Linked DNA regions of Mus musculus: region 1 is linked to region 2. Evidence: chromatin contacts called from public HiChIP or PLAC-seq data. All regions are on one chromosome and are shown on one strand. The core of a region is the stretch at or near the end of the contact, and the rest is flanking DNA. Distances in the headings are between cores, read along the strand shown.

The links. HiChIP or PLAC-seq counts read pairs in DNA pulled down with a chosen protein or histone mark.
Region 1: a contact with region 2 is called in an H3K4me3 HiChIP or PLAC-seq map of bone marrow-derived macrophages, with 2.4 times the contacts expected there. The contact joins two enhancer-like sites. A contact is called at or near these places in 3 of 115 datasets of contacts at active chromatin or transcription factors (bone marrow-derived macrophages, effector CD8 T cells and memory CD8 T cells) and 4 of 9 other capture datasets (adipose tissue, embryonic stem cells, liver and 1 more).

What each region holds. Positions count from the first base shown.
Region 1 is chr2:35,447,381-35,454,365 of GRCm38.p6, forward strand. The region is part of intron 1 of Ggta1 (glycoprotein galactosyltransferase alpha 1, 3); the gene reads right to left. Among named protein-coding and RNA genes, the nearest start is that of Ggta1, 11 kb to the right of the region's middle. Within about 2 kb of position 2,486, at least 35 of the 459 cell types and tissues checked have an H3K27ac peak or open chromatin away from gene starts, as enhancers often do. A contact at or near this core is called in adipose tissue and bone marrow-derived macrophages, where this site is marked.
Region 2 is chr2:35,340,748-35,347,672 of GRCm38.p6, forward strand. It overlaps the pseudogene Glo1-ps. Among named protein-coding and RNA genes, the nearest start is that of Stom, 7.2 kb to the left of the region's middle. Within about 2 kb of position 2,049, at least 53 of the 459 cell types and tissues checked have an H3K27ac peak or open chromatin away from gene starts, as enhancers often do. A contact at or near this core is called in adipose tissue and bone marrow-derived macrophages, where this site is marked.

The sequences.
Region 1 (6,985 bases), core at 1,236-3,735, 110 kb after region 2:
CTGGGCAGTGGCTGGACCCCCAATCCTGAATCAAAAAACTGAGACCCTACACATACTCCACATAGGGCCCTGAGCCCGGAGTTCCTCTAGCTAGCCACACTCAACAAATTTTCGATTTATATTTATTTTCCAGTCATTATGGATTTGCCCTAGCGCAGCCCCCATCATGAGTCAGCCATAGCTCTACCTGCTGCAGGGATAGAAGAGAAAATGAAAGCAAGCTGGGAGGTTGCATGTCTTCCCCGGGCAGCTGCCCTCGCCATGTGACCCACAGAATCCTGAAATTTGAGTCATTTTACTGTAACAACCAAAACACCAGTTCCCTGAGTGCTAAGAAAAAAGCAGTATGCAAATTAGCAGGGCTGTGTTCTGACTCTCGGGTCCCAGTGAGTTGTGGGTTCAAGTCAGAGTCGTTTCTGTCAAGCCAGGCACCCAGGTTGATCACCTGTCCCCTGACCCTAGCACATCTTGCCTAGCAACAAAGGAAACAGCCTTGCATTTATTTTCAGCTGGCTCCAAGAAAGGAAGGCCCAGCACTGTTGAGAAGGTCTGCTCCCTCTGACCACAGCTCAGGAGGTTAGGCCGAGACTAACCATGGGCACCAGAGGGAAGCCATTTTGAATTTAGTATGCAATAGCCGCTGGTCAGGAGGAAGAAAATGACCTGTCCCGAGAATCAGTACCTCCCTGTTCCTGGAGGTCACTCAGTTGTGGGTCTCTGATATGTTGTTTGGAAGCAGTGCAAGGGGCCCCAATCTTCCCTGGGATGCTGAGCAAATATTAAGCACTGTTCAAAGAATTCATCAAAGTCACAGTGCTACTGAGTGCTTTCTGCTATACTGCAGGCATTTCCTCTGATGTTCCTGCTCCTAAAGAGAAGACCCTGATTCCCTAATTAACAGCCTTCAAACTCTTGCTCCCAGGGCTGCTGTGAGCAAAGTGACTGTCATCCTATTAACCAGCCTACCCTCATGGTGGCAACAGCTGCCTTGAGCACTCAATGGAATCCTTGGGACAATTCCACAGCAACGACTGCAGTCCCGGCTCCTGGAAGTACAGCCTCAGCCAGGGCTGTCTGAAGCAGCCTGTACCTCGCCTTTTGAGAGCACAAGCCTTGATTCACTCAAGATAACACTGTAACCATTTCCTGGTAAGCCAGATGTGGAACATGATCCATGGTGGTCCAGCACCACATGGTGGTTTGTGGCCCCACGTAATGGTGCCTTTCCGAATGAATGAGCCATAGATTATGTGCAACAATGAAAGGCTCTGAACACACAATGAGCTAAACTCAACTTAAAATCAAACATGCAGTGAATCAGAGGTGCTGGCCCAAGCTGCATCGCAGGACTCCACTCTGGCCTGTTCTGAACACACAACATGCTACCATGCCACTTGATCCTCTCACCCCTGACTGCTGTGGCTGCTCAGCTGTCACACCCTGAGGGGGGGGGGGGAAGTCAAGAAAGCAAAGAGTTGCTCCTGTAGGCTCAGCCTGGCGATAATCAGACACAGAGACATTTCACAGCTGAAGGAAACACTAAGTGTCAATCCTCAAACCCTTCTCCTTTACAGATAAACCGAGCCTCAAGGAAAGATGCAGCTCAGAGCCAAGGTGGGAGGGTGGGAAGTCTGGAAGGCTCCTTGAAACCAGGATATAAAAGCAGGGTCTTTGGTGACTATTACATCTCCACCACGATGACATCATTGATGTTCTATGTCTAAAGTCTGCAACATTTCGCACTGGGGACACTGAAATTCTGAGGTTCATTAACATAGCCCCTCCCTCCCAACACTCCCCGGGACCTCCCTGACCACAGACATCTATAGCTCCATGAAGCTCTCGCCTCTAGTACCTTTGATAGACATGGCTGCTGCCCAGCTGGTGTTAAGAACAAAACAGATAAATGTCCCCTTCTGCATCTCCGGTACTTCTGCACATGAATGTAAAGGGACACAGCCCAGGTCAGTCAGAGTGGCCTTGAACTCTAAGGAAGCAGCTGGAGGGCAGTGGACCATCACACTGAGCAAGTCACCATGTCCTGTGCAGACTAGATTCATTCCTTCTCTGCCCTGGTGCTGGAGTCTCCCTCTGCTATCTATGCCACAGTCTCTGAATGGTGCACCTTTTCGGGGGTGCTTGGTGTTTGGACTCAGCCACGGAGCACCTCTGTGGTAATTTTTGAAAATTTGGAACATATAAAAGATGGCGTCCCAAGCACACTCAGTCCTGTTTGTATTTAGAAATATTATTTAGCCTTCCTTTGCACTATATTGTCTGACACACAAAACCAGACTTTCCTAAGGATCCATCAAAATCCATCTTCAACCCCAGACTGTGCTCTTATGCTTGGGGAGCCAAGTGCTGATTTTGCGAGTGTCCTCGCTTCTCCCGGACCTGATGCCAGACAAGTTCCTCCTAGGGACATCTGGACTTCCACATAAGCACTCACCGACTTCTGTTAGAAGGGGGAAGGCAGGCAGCTGTTCTCTGGATGTTGCTAACCCTAATAATACCGCTCTGGGCAGCTGACCGGTACCAGGCTTGCCGCCTCCTCTGGCTTCCTTTCTGCCTTCCAGCCAACAGAGCTCTCAGCTTCCTAGAGCAGATACAGGAAGGGCTGGAGGGTCGGCTCTCACCGAGGGCTCCTCTGCCTCAGGAACATCCCTTGTCACTCTCAGTGTGAAGACCACATCTGCAGGAAGCCAGCTAGTCACCTCAGAGGAGGCCAAGACTTGTCTCACATTCCCTAGGAGACTCAGTGCACACTCAAGACATCTAGGTATGGTCTCCCCTAGGTAAATTCTCACCTCTCCACAGGCAGGTGCAGAGCCCAGTACTTGGTAAGGGCTCCATCAACCCAGAAGGAATTAACAAATTCAAGAATGGATTGAGGGAAATTGTACAAATGTTGCTTGCCTGGCAGAGCCACAGTAAACCACCAGGCAGGTACATCTAGAAGATGGCTTCCTCATATCTACAGTCAAGAACAAGCTGACAACTTGGGATTCCTCTGGGAATAACAAGCACTTCCTCTCTGTGGGTTTTGCTTTGAGAATTCACTTCCTGTGGGTTCGGACTCCTTTCCCTCCGTCTTTTGTTTAGCTGTTCAGGGAGATTATCGGATCAATCTGTGCCCTGTGCTGTCTAGCTGACAGGGAAACTGAGGCTCCCACAACACCCCAACCAGTACCACTAGAACCAAGTGGGGTATGGCTACCTCACTTTCAGCACACAGCCCCCTTTCCAGTGGCCTAGACTGCAGTACAGCCCAGACTAAAGCATCTAGACCAGTGATTCTCAACCTTCCTAATGTTGCAGCCCTTTAATACAGTTCCCCGTGTTGTGGTGGCCACTAACCATGGGAATCATTTCATTGTTACTTCATACCTGAACATCTGCAACTGCTACGGTTGCAATGTAAATATCTGTTTTCTGAGGGTCATAGGCGGTCCCTGTGAAGGGGTCACTGGACTCCCAAAGGGATCACTGAATCATGAGCAAAGCTCTTGAAGAGGGACCCACGGGCTTATAATAATGAAAGGCTTATTAAGAACAAGTCCTAGCGTCTAGGTTGTAGCTCAGTTGGCAGAGTGTTTGTCCAACATCCAAGAGGACTTGGGTTTGATAGATCTTCAGTACCTCTTAAACTAGGTATGGTGGCCTGTTATCAGGCAAGAACATGTGTGAGAAGAACACAGGGGCTGTGTGACAGGATTAGTCCTAACTTCTCTCTCTCCAGCATTTTCAGCCCCGCCCCCTCCCCCTCCCCCTGCCCCAGGCAAGAGTCTCCTCCAGTTCCCTAAGACCCAGCACCTGTCTCCAGAATGCTTTCTCCTTGGAGCTACCAGGGGCTCCAAGACGCACTGTTGGAATTCAAGATCTGACTTGCATGACCCACTTCTCCCACTTCACTCATCATTCTTGGCCAAGACATGAGCACTCTAAGCCTCAGTTTGCCTACAGGTAAAATGGAGAAATAATTCCTATTTTTCTGTCCTCCCAGGACTACACAATCTCACTTCTAGAACTGTCCACTGTGACAATTCTGGATATAGCAACTCTGAGACTCCTCCCCAATTCCCCCGAGATTCATGTAATCAATTGGGAGTCGGGTGAGTTCCTTATTCCAGGACCTGTCACTCTCCAGCCTCTAAGAAGCACCAAGCCCTCCCTTCCCTCAGCTTCCAGGCCTCTCTTTGGTTTAAATGCTCCCCCTCTACCCCAGCTCACTCTGGGTACAGCCATGCTTCCACAGAAGAGTCCCACAGCCTCTCTCATGTCTGCACCCCAAGCTTTGCAGTCTCCATGTGGAGATTGGGCACCAGATCAACCCAGCCCTGGCTGAGACTTGGACAATCTATCCTTACTTCCTCTTTTAGATCCAGAAGGATTCTCAGAAATAATTCTGGGTAAGTAAGCATATTAAATGGTGACCTTTCTGGCCTACATGGTGACCAGTCTGGCCTAAATCTCAACAACTCTTTCACTTCCCCAATGCCTCCCCTCCCACCAGCCTCCTCTCAGGAGAGAAGGCAACGTTCCTAGTAGCCAACCGATGGAGCAGGACTCAGATCTCATAGCCGTCAAGGACTGAGGCATGATGCTAGAGAGATGGCTCAGAGGTTAGGCGCATGTGTTGTTCTTCTAAAGACCTAGGTTTGTTTCTTGAACTCACATGGTAGCTCACATCCGTCTATAACTCCAATTCCAAGGGATCCAATAGCTACTTCTGACCTCTGCAGACACCAGGCACACACACAGCGCACTTAGCACACGTTAACAAAAACTCTTATACAATTTTTTAAAAAAAAAAGGGCAAGCAAAGGCCCAAAGCAGGTCTCCACAGGCCACACCAACACTGGTGTGTGCCAACCAGAGAACTCTGTGGTCTATAACGCATGCCAACCATGAATTCTCAAACTCTTATCAGCTCACAGTTCAAGAGGGAAGAAACAGTGACCCCTGGCAGACATGTAGCTGAGGCCCACCCTGCAGGATGCCAGACTCCCCACCAACAACACAATGCAGAGTCTGACGTCAGAGAAAGGGCAACGGCTCAACTGAGTCTTGAAGGATGAGTAGGAGTCTATAGAGGGTAGACTTGGGAGGAAGTAAAGGAACATTGTAAGCAGGGGAAGAGGGCCCAAGGAACTGCTGTAATTTCTGAGGCTGGAGCAGAAGTCAGAGTATGCGGGACAGAGGTCAAGAATTAGGCTAAAGTATAACCTTTGCAGAGCCCTGAAAGTCACATGTGCTTAGAAAGATCAAAATATCCAATGAGCTTGGTGCCTTGTCTTCTTGCAAAATACAAGGTTGGAGCCGAGGCTGGAGAGGAGGAATCAGCCAACGTGGGTTGCTCTATCCTGTGCTACGCTACCATCAAAGCAACCAAGTCAAGCAATTAGGGACTGAAACTGCTGAAGGCATGAGCCCAAATAAGCCTTTCTTCTTGGTTTTGTCACAGTGGAAAGTGGACTAATACAGGAGGAAAAATCAAGGGTGGGCCCCCAAAAGAGGAGTCCTGTTTGCAAAGCTGTAGAAAGCTGAAGAGCACCGGGTGTGGTGGCGCACGCCTTTAATCCCAGCACTTGGGAGGCAGAGGCAGACAAATTTCTGAGTTTGAGGCCAGCCTGGTCTACAGAGTGAGTTCCAGGACAGCTAGGGCTACACAGAGAAACCCTATCTCAAAAAAAAAAAAAGCTGAAGAACAGGTTGAGAGCTTGGTTATCTACAGTAAGTCACAGTCTGAAATATTCAATGGAAAATTCCAGATACAAGCAAGTCATGGGTTTTCAAATGTATACCATGCTTCACACAATGAATTCTTGTGTCATCCCAATGAAAACAGCCCAGGACAAGAATTATTCCTTTATCCAGTGTATCCCCAGTTTGTGAGACTTGTAATAACTCCTGAGGCTGGGGCAGGTCCTGAGGGGTGATGTCATAAAGACAAGAGTGAGGTCAGAGTGTAACTACAACCCTTGACAGAGCTGGATGCTGGGAAGGATCATAACAGTCACAGCTTGTTATCTGGTGACATCACAGTGATACTGCCCTGGGTTCCAGAGAAGCTACAGAGGAAAACACAGAACACAGAAAATCCTGTAGGTTTCAGGTAGTCACTGGGGTCTTCAAATGTACCCTTGATAACTAATGAGGAAACTATTATATTAACAAACATATTGTCAATTAGATGAGTATCTCCAAGTACTGATTCCCTGAAAATAAGCAAGGGGTAAATCTGTACTCTTTACTTTGTCATGTGACTGGCTGTGACTACTGGAAACTGGGTGAGAGTGCAGAGAGGATGCTGAAGCAGGCATCTACAGAGAGGATGCTTGGATGCACGTCCACAGAGGGTGTTTGGAGAAGCATTAAATCATCTTTTCTTGATCTCTCACTATAAAAATGATACACACCAAACAGAAGTAGCTCCCTCAGCCTCTAGGTCTCAGAATAAGAGTTCACTTTGGAACAAACCTTCTGGTTGACTGACAACTAGAGAAAAACCACAAGACCACGGCCCTGCACTTACAGACAGCTGACGTCCTCTGTGGGAAAAAAAAAAAATCATCACTTGAAAAAAGAGCTCTAGAGTTGGTTACACACCACAACTGTAACAAAAGCTAGCTGGCTGATACACACTATAGACAGAGATCTCAAGTCCAGGTTATAAAGATGCACACATGCTCTCATAAGGAACTGTGAGCACGGGAGTCTCAACAGTTTCCATTATCTCTACCCCTAGATTAATTTAATTTAATTTAGTTGAGACGGGTATCATTATGCAGCCCAGACTGCCCTGGAGCTCACAGAAATCCAGCTGCGTCTGCCTCTTGAGTGCTGATATTAAAGGTGTGTGACATCAAACCCAGCATGAACCTAGATTTTACTAATCTTTTCCACTCTAAAAAACCCTGCCTTGGCCTTAACTCCCTGTAGCTCCGTACTGCTTAATCTCTTTCTTGGCCTTCCCAGGTAA
Region 2 (6,925 bases), core at 799-3,298:
AGTTACCACAACGGCAACTCGGACCCTCGTGGATTTGGTCACATTGGGATTGCCGTTCCTGATGTCTACAGTGCCTGTAAGAGATTTGAAGAACTAGGTGTCAAGTTTGTGAAGAAGCCTGATGACGGGAAAATGAAAGGACTGGCGTTCATTCAAGACCCTGACGGCTACTGGATTGAGATTCTGAATCCTAACAAAATAGCAACGATTATTTAGTTTCGGGAGAATGTGCCTTTGAGGTATGGGGGACAGCGGGAACAAAACGGCGTGGAAAAGAAACAGCGTGATTCAAGATGCTGCGGCGACCAGAAGCGTTGGGGACTGATGGGTCTCTCTGCTCCAGTTCAAATCCTCCTGAAACCCTTTTCATTGTCCTGATTCAGTGGGTTTTTAAAAATCTCCCCTCTGTTTTGCCAACCTAATTTTCAAGTAGCAATTTATCTTATGACCTTGACAAAGTTGTGTGACTTTACATTTAAGATAATAATTAGAACAGCTCCCTTTAGAGATCACAGTTGCTACTGCCTGTCTCTTAAAGACTGCTCAAGTCTGTTTCTGATTCATCATTTAGAATTTTGTTTCAAATGTTTCTTTTTGGGGTCTGTTACCTTCTGGGGTTTCAGTTCCTCAGAAATAACTTTCCATAATGGGAAGTACAGAGCAGTGAACAGAAATGAGATTTTTTTGTGTGTACTTCAAACAGCATAGTGTTTATCTTACAAAAGAGAAGGTACTCCTGAGAGCAATTCGGAATCATGCTGACAAGGACACAGATAGAAATACTAATTTTCTTTTTTTCTTTTTTCTTTTTTTTTGTATGTATAAAGTACTTTCAGAATTCAAAAAAAAAAAGGATTTTATTTGTAATTATGTGTTTATTGTTAGGTATCAAACCTGGGACAAATGGCCCACTGAGATGCCTATCTAACATATCAAAACAGACCTGGCCAGCAGGTTCTCCCAGCATCCCTCAGTCTCTACCTGTTACTAGGTATGGCTGGCATACCCCACTCCTCTAAACTTCTCCCGCTCAGGGGCCAGGCTACCCTTCCCCCGCAGCTGCCCTTCCTAAATAATCCAGCCATTTCAGTCACCCTGCCTTCCCTGCTCTACCCTTTACACTCCTGGTTCTCCCCTCCTCCCTACACCCTCCCCCTTTTCCCCCCATGGCCTGGCTCAGGGTCAGGTTCACTCTGGACTCCCAGAAGTCTCTGCCTCTGTCTATTCTTTCCCTCATATCTACAATGAACCTTCTTCTCCTCTATTCCTTGGAGCAGTCATGTCTATTTATTTGTTTGTTTATTTATTTGTTATTTTATTATTGTTCATACATGTATGTGGGACTGTGCATGTGCAGGTAGTGCTCATGGAGATCAGAAGATGGTGTCTGGACCAGAACCCTGGAGCTGGAGAAACAGGCAGTTGTGAGTTGCCCAGCATGGGTGCTGAAACCAAACTCTGGTCCTCTGAGAGAGCATCACCCCTCTTGACAACACAGTCATCCTTCCAGGCCCCAGATGGACATCTTTAAAAGGGTCTTCATAGCTAAAAATCAGAATACTCCTTATTGGTTTTCTTTTATGTTTCTGGTTTTTGGTTAATATATTCAGGGTACCAATTTCAATACTGATTGATATAGCTGGTTGATGACATTAGGATGTAGAGATGGAGCTGAGAGATGTGCTGTGAGTCCATAATTGAATGAGTCCTAAGGAAATTTAATTAGTCTTTTTCCTCTGCTCATAAGAAATGCTTCAGTAAAAGCAGGAAAGGTCTTGACTATCTTGTCCTTTAAACTACTGATCCAGGCTTGTTCTTGCTGCCTTCAAGGAAGCCAGCTAATCAAATACCATGCAGAAGCTGTGGAGTAACAAGCTGCGTTTTGTGCCAGTCTGTCCAGGATGGCAAATCTGATATGTTCCTCTGGTGGTTTAATTCTAAGTTACTGCATCACAGTAAGATTTTTTCCCCCATCTTTTCTCTTCTTAGGGAAATTGCTCCTGGTCCCGGATGTGAGTCATCACCAAAGGACTTTGTTCCTTCGGGGTGTGGTAGCAGATCCATTACATCACAGTATGTGGTAAGATGTCCAGGAGCAGCCTTGGGGGACCTATAGGGGGAGGGGCATTACTATTAATAGCAGTGTTGGTATTTAGTAGATTTATCTAAGGGAGACTCTTATTAATTGACTCTATAAGTCCACTTGGCCAACATTTGTTGAAAACCTACTGTGTGCTGAGTAGTACCTGATCTTATTGATCTAATATTCTCTTTGTACATGACAGTTGTTAGAGTCCATAGCAAAGTCCCACAGATTAGGTGGGTTAAACATTAGAAATTTGTCTTTCTTGTTCTAGAGCAGTGTTTCTCAATCTTCCTAATGTTGTGACCCTTTAATACAGTTCTTCATGCTGTGGTGACCCCACCCCATACACCATAAATTATTTTTGATGCTACTTCATAAACTATAATGTTGCTACTGTTATGAGTTGTAAAGTAAATATCTGATATGTGACCCCTGTGAAAGGATCATTTGACTTCCAAAAGGGGTCTCGACCTAGAGGTTGAGAATCACTACTCTTTGTATTAGCAAGGTTGATTCCCCCCAACCCAAGGACTATCAGAGACTGTTCTGTCCCAAGTCTCTCTCTCTCTGACTTGTAAATAATTCTCATTTCTCTGTATCTTTACTTTTTCTTTCCTTTGCTTGTGTCTAGATTTCCCTTTTCTTAGAATACAACTAACTCTATTGGATCTGGGACTACTCAAAGGACCAAATTTCAACTTAATTACCTTATAGATCTTGTTCCCAAATACAACAGTGAGCTGAGGTACTGATATTCAAGGCTTTAACATCTCAATTTGGGGGTACTGTATTTTAACTCATGATAACATACAAGACTACAAGTTGCCTTCTCCACTGTGACAACTGTGTCACTGTGAAGCATGTGCTAAATTAAACCCTCCCTCAAGTGTGATAAATAAAAAATAAAATAACTGAAAAAAATAACTGAAAGCAAAACCCTGGTACAGAGACGTGGGCCATTGCTGTGTCTGACCTGACCATGTGGTCCTCAGGTCTTTGGAATTGGTGTGCAGGAGGGATGTAGGATGCTGTAAGCAGAGCTTAATGGGTCTTTTGGGAGGGAGCATGGGAAGTCTGCAATGCTGATTGGAGTGGATACAGCAAAGGCTGAGCTCCTGAGATTATAGACGGGATCAAGGGCACACTCAGGAATTAGATCAGAGGCCATTTAAGGCATGTTCTGGCAGAATGTGATTCTGTTCTGCTCTTGACCTAAAAAAAAAAAAAATTGCTACCCTGCGTTCTCAGATAACAGACAAGTAAAACAATGTGTTTGGTGGAGAAAACTTCGAGATGGCGGTGTGATTCTTCCCACTGCCTCTAATCAGCATTGGGGTAAGGAGGGAAGAGAAAGGGGGTAGGGGATGCTTTCGAGGAAAGGATAATGGCGCATTCAAAGTATGCACAAGAGCCCGGCATGGTGGTGCATGCCTCAGTCCCAGTGTTCGGGAGCAGAGGGAAGAGGGTGAGGAGTTCAAAGCCATCCTCAGACATGCGGTGTTCCCAGCTTGTCTCAGCTATACAAAGCACTGTCTCGAAATTAAACAAAAGCCAAAATAAAGGTGTGGACAAGGCAGATTCAGGGAAACCCACATCGTTGAGAGAAGCTTTGCACTCCATGCATCGGGGAATGGGAGGCCCCATTTCTCCTCGGACTTCCGGTTCCCTATCTGCTGCTCAGGCTCCTGCCTCCATGGACTACCCTGGCGCAGGTGCCATGTTTTCCCGGTGGTGACTGCAATTGCTCCTGTAAACAAATATAAATCTCTCCTGTAAGTGGTTCCTGTCAAGTCATTGTGACCAAATAATAATGGTAATGATAATAATAACAACAATAATAGTAATGCAGAAAGGAAACAGAAGGCATAGGTGTGGGAAGGAAAAAACAAAATCATATAGAAAAGTCTCAAAGAACTGACATAAGACCTTTTTTAAACTAATAAGCGATTATAACAAAACGGCAGGAATAGGCTAATATAAGAGTCCGTGGCTGCCTCAAGTATTATCAATAAACAAGTGGAAGTTGAAGTTCGGAGCAAAATGCAATTTCCACTAGCCCCGACTGCAGGACGGAGACACCCACGTGTTCTTCCCTAAGTTGATCCTGTCCCTGTTGGACATGCAGAGTCTTACCGTGCGTGCAGCCCCACCATCTACCCTAAGGTCAGCATCACCAAGGTGTGCACGCATGCTCAGCTCATGTCCCGCTTTCCCAGGACCACAGCCGTGCACACCTAGTCATGCCGGTCTGTACTCTGGAGACCATCAATGCTAGAAATGACCGCCCAGTGCACTGGGTGAGAGAGGGAACATGAGCGCGTGCTCTCTCTCCTTTCAGTGTTGGCTTAGTCTCAAAGCTTGATAATGAAATCATTTTTAAGTTTACAAGAGAGTCTTAACAGATGGGAGAAAAAGTTCCCATATGCGTTCCACCCAGCCTTCTCTCCTGTTAACACTGCACATAATCATGGCGTGTTTATCAAAATGAAGAGACGACTGTAAGTCCCACCAATAACCAAACCAGAGTTCATTTGGATGTCACCAGTTTCCCATCGATGTTCTTTTTCCATTTGAGAAACTCACAGTGCATTTGGCTGTCTTAACTCCTTCGTGTCTAATCTATGACGTGCTGGGTCTGTCTTTTTGTTGACCTTAGACACTTTGAGGAGTACAGGTCAGCTTGGAGGATCTCTTTGTAAGATTATGTGCTGTATGCCATTTGAGAGCTCTACTTTTCCCACAGTAGTTTCAAGTAGAAACCTTGAGGATGGCTTCTAAAATTCTGTTATCTCTGTGTACTGGTAGGGTTGTGGGATTTAAAATATCCATTTACAGCTGGGTGGCACATGCTTTTAATCCCAGCACTCCGGAGGCAGAGGCAGGTGGATCTATATAGTTTGAGGCCAGCCTGGTCTACAGAGTGAGTTCCAGAACAGCCAGGGCTACACAGAGAAACTCTGTCTTGAAAAGCCAAAATAAAAAGATAAGTAATAAAATAAATAAATAAAACAAATCCATTTATTATGTTTTAGCAGGATTTCAGAGGTTGTATTGTTATATTTAATCTGCCACCTTTATCTGGAAGATAAAAATTTCAGAGAAACATTTTTGATCACACTAATTTCTGTTATTCTGTGGCTAATATTGTTGTAATTCTTCTGTGGGTATAATCTACAAATGACAATAGCTTTTGTTTTGTGCCATTGCTGTAATCTTTAAGGCCTGTGATGAGGTTGCAGTCCAGGCTACAGCCTATGGAAATTGGTCACTCCATCCCCTCAGCCCACAGAATGCTGTCCATGTTCCTAGCCTAATACAGAAATCCCACAGTCTAGCCCCACCCAGCCCTTCCAGTTTCTCTCTCATCTCTCCAGCGCACTTCCTGCTTACAGTGAACTCATGGCTTCTGCCAGAACCACACGTAGGCCTTTGCTTCTGCAGTTCTGTTTTCTAGACTGACTTCTATTTGGTAAATTCTCATCAGAATTGGAAAGAGGGTTTTTGTTAGAATAAAGCCTTTCATGTGGACAAGAAGTAGTGAAGAAGCAATTCAACTCTGTCCCTTTGTGTGTGTAGACCCACAAAGATGCACACACATTTTCCTACGTTAATTAATATAAGTCCAAGATGTTCCTGCCTAGCAAACTGTGCTGTTTTATGTACAATCACATATGGGTAGGTAACAGCCATTCATGTCCTGTCGCGTTATCAAAAGGATGTGTGGAATCTTTTCCACATTTAGGATCCCCAGAGTGTCAATTGTAAGACTCCCATTGTCTCAAGACAACAGAAACCCTGTTTGTAAGCACTAGTCTGACTTATTAATAACAAGAAACATGACCGCTGCTTCTGGAACATGCCCAGGGCAGGTGAAGACTCTCTATGGGTGTTGCAAGTCACTAGGCTTTTCTAAGCCTATCCAACAGTGCCCAGAGTGTCAGTGGTTAAAAACATTGTGTGGCTTCTGAGAGCAAGACTCAACAGGAAAATTACCAAACAAATATCTAAAGTCTGAGATCACACCAATGCTAACTTCTTCTGAGAGAACCATTTATTCTTGTTTGAGACATCCATAGCAGACTCTGTTGTACCCTGGAAGAAACAATGTTTAATGGGGAATTCTAAACCATTACCTTCACCACCCATCTTGAGCAGTAGTTGTTCAGGCAATGTGTTAAATACTGTGCCAAGGCTGGACATGCACAGTAGCTGTCTATCATCAGACAGAAATTATGTGTAAGCCAGACTCCAGTGAGTGCAGACAGCACACGTTCTTACATGAAGGCATACATGGTTCTGTCACCCACAGCATCTACTATTGCTGCCTCTGGTCCCCTTTTCACCTTCCACGTGACACCGGTGTCATGGGCGTTCCATGTTGAAGGAAGAATAAAAACTTGGGCTTCATTCAAAAAAAATCATCTCTATCTTATGGTAGTACAAGTATATTCACACTGGGATGCCAACGAAGAGGGATAGTCAAGAGCTATTGTTCCAGACATTAGGACTTTGAGCAGTGTATCTAGCTGTAACTATGGCCCAGAAGAAGAGGTGATACAGGTCTGCACTTATTTATAGAAATCAGATCTTTAATCATTGGTCAGAAACTTGAAAAGAACATTTTTGAGAGATTGTTAACAAGGAAGATTGAAAATGAGATACATGAATGGATCTTTCAGAAAAGAGCACAAGAGAAAGGAATTGCATGGACAGCCATGAACAGATACCCTGGCGGAGGCCTTGTAATGGAGACAGAAATGATTGAGTAGTGTATCCTTCCCACTATGGAAGAAGTTTTTAAAAACTAAAATAAACAAACAGTTGGGCATGGAGTCACTT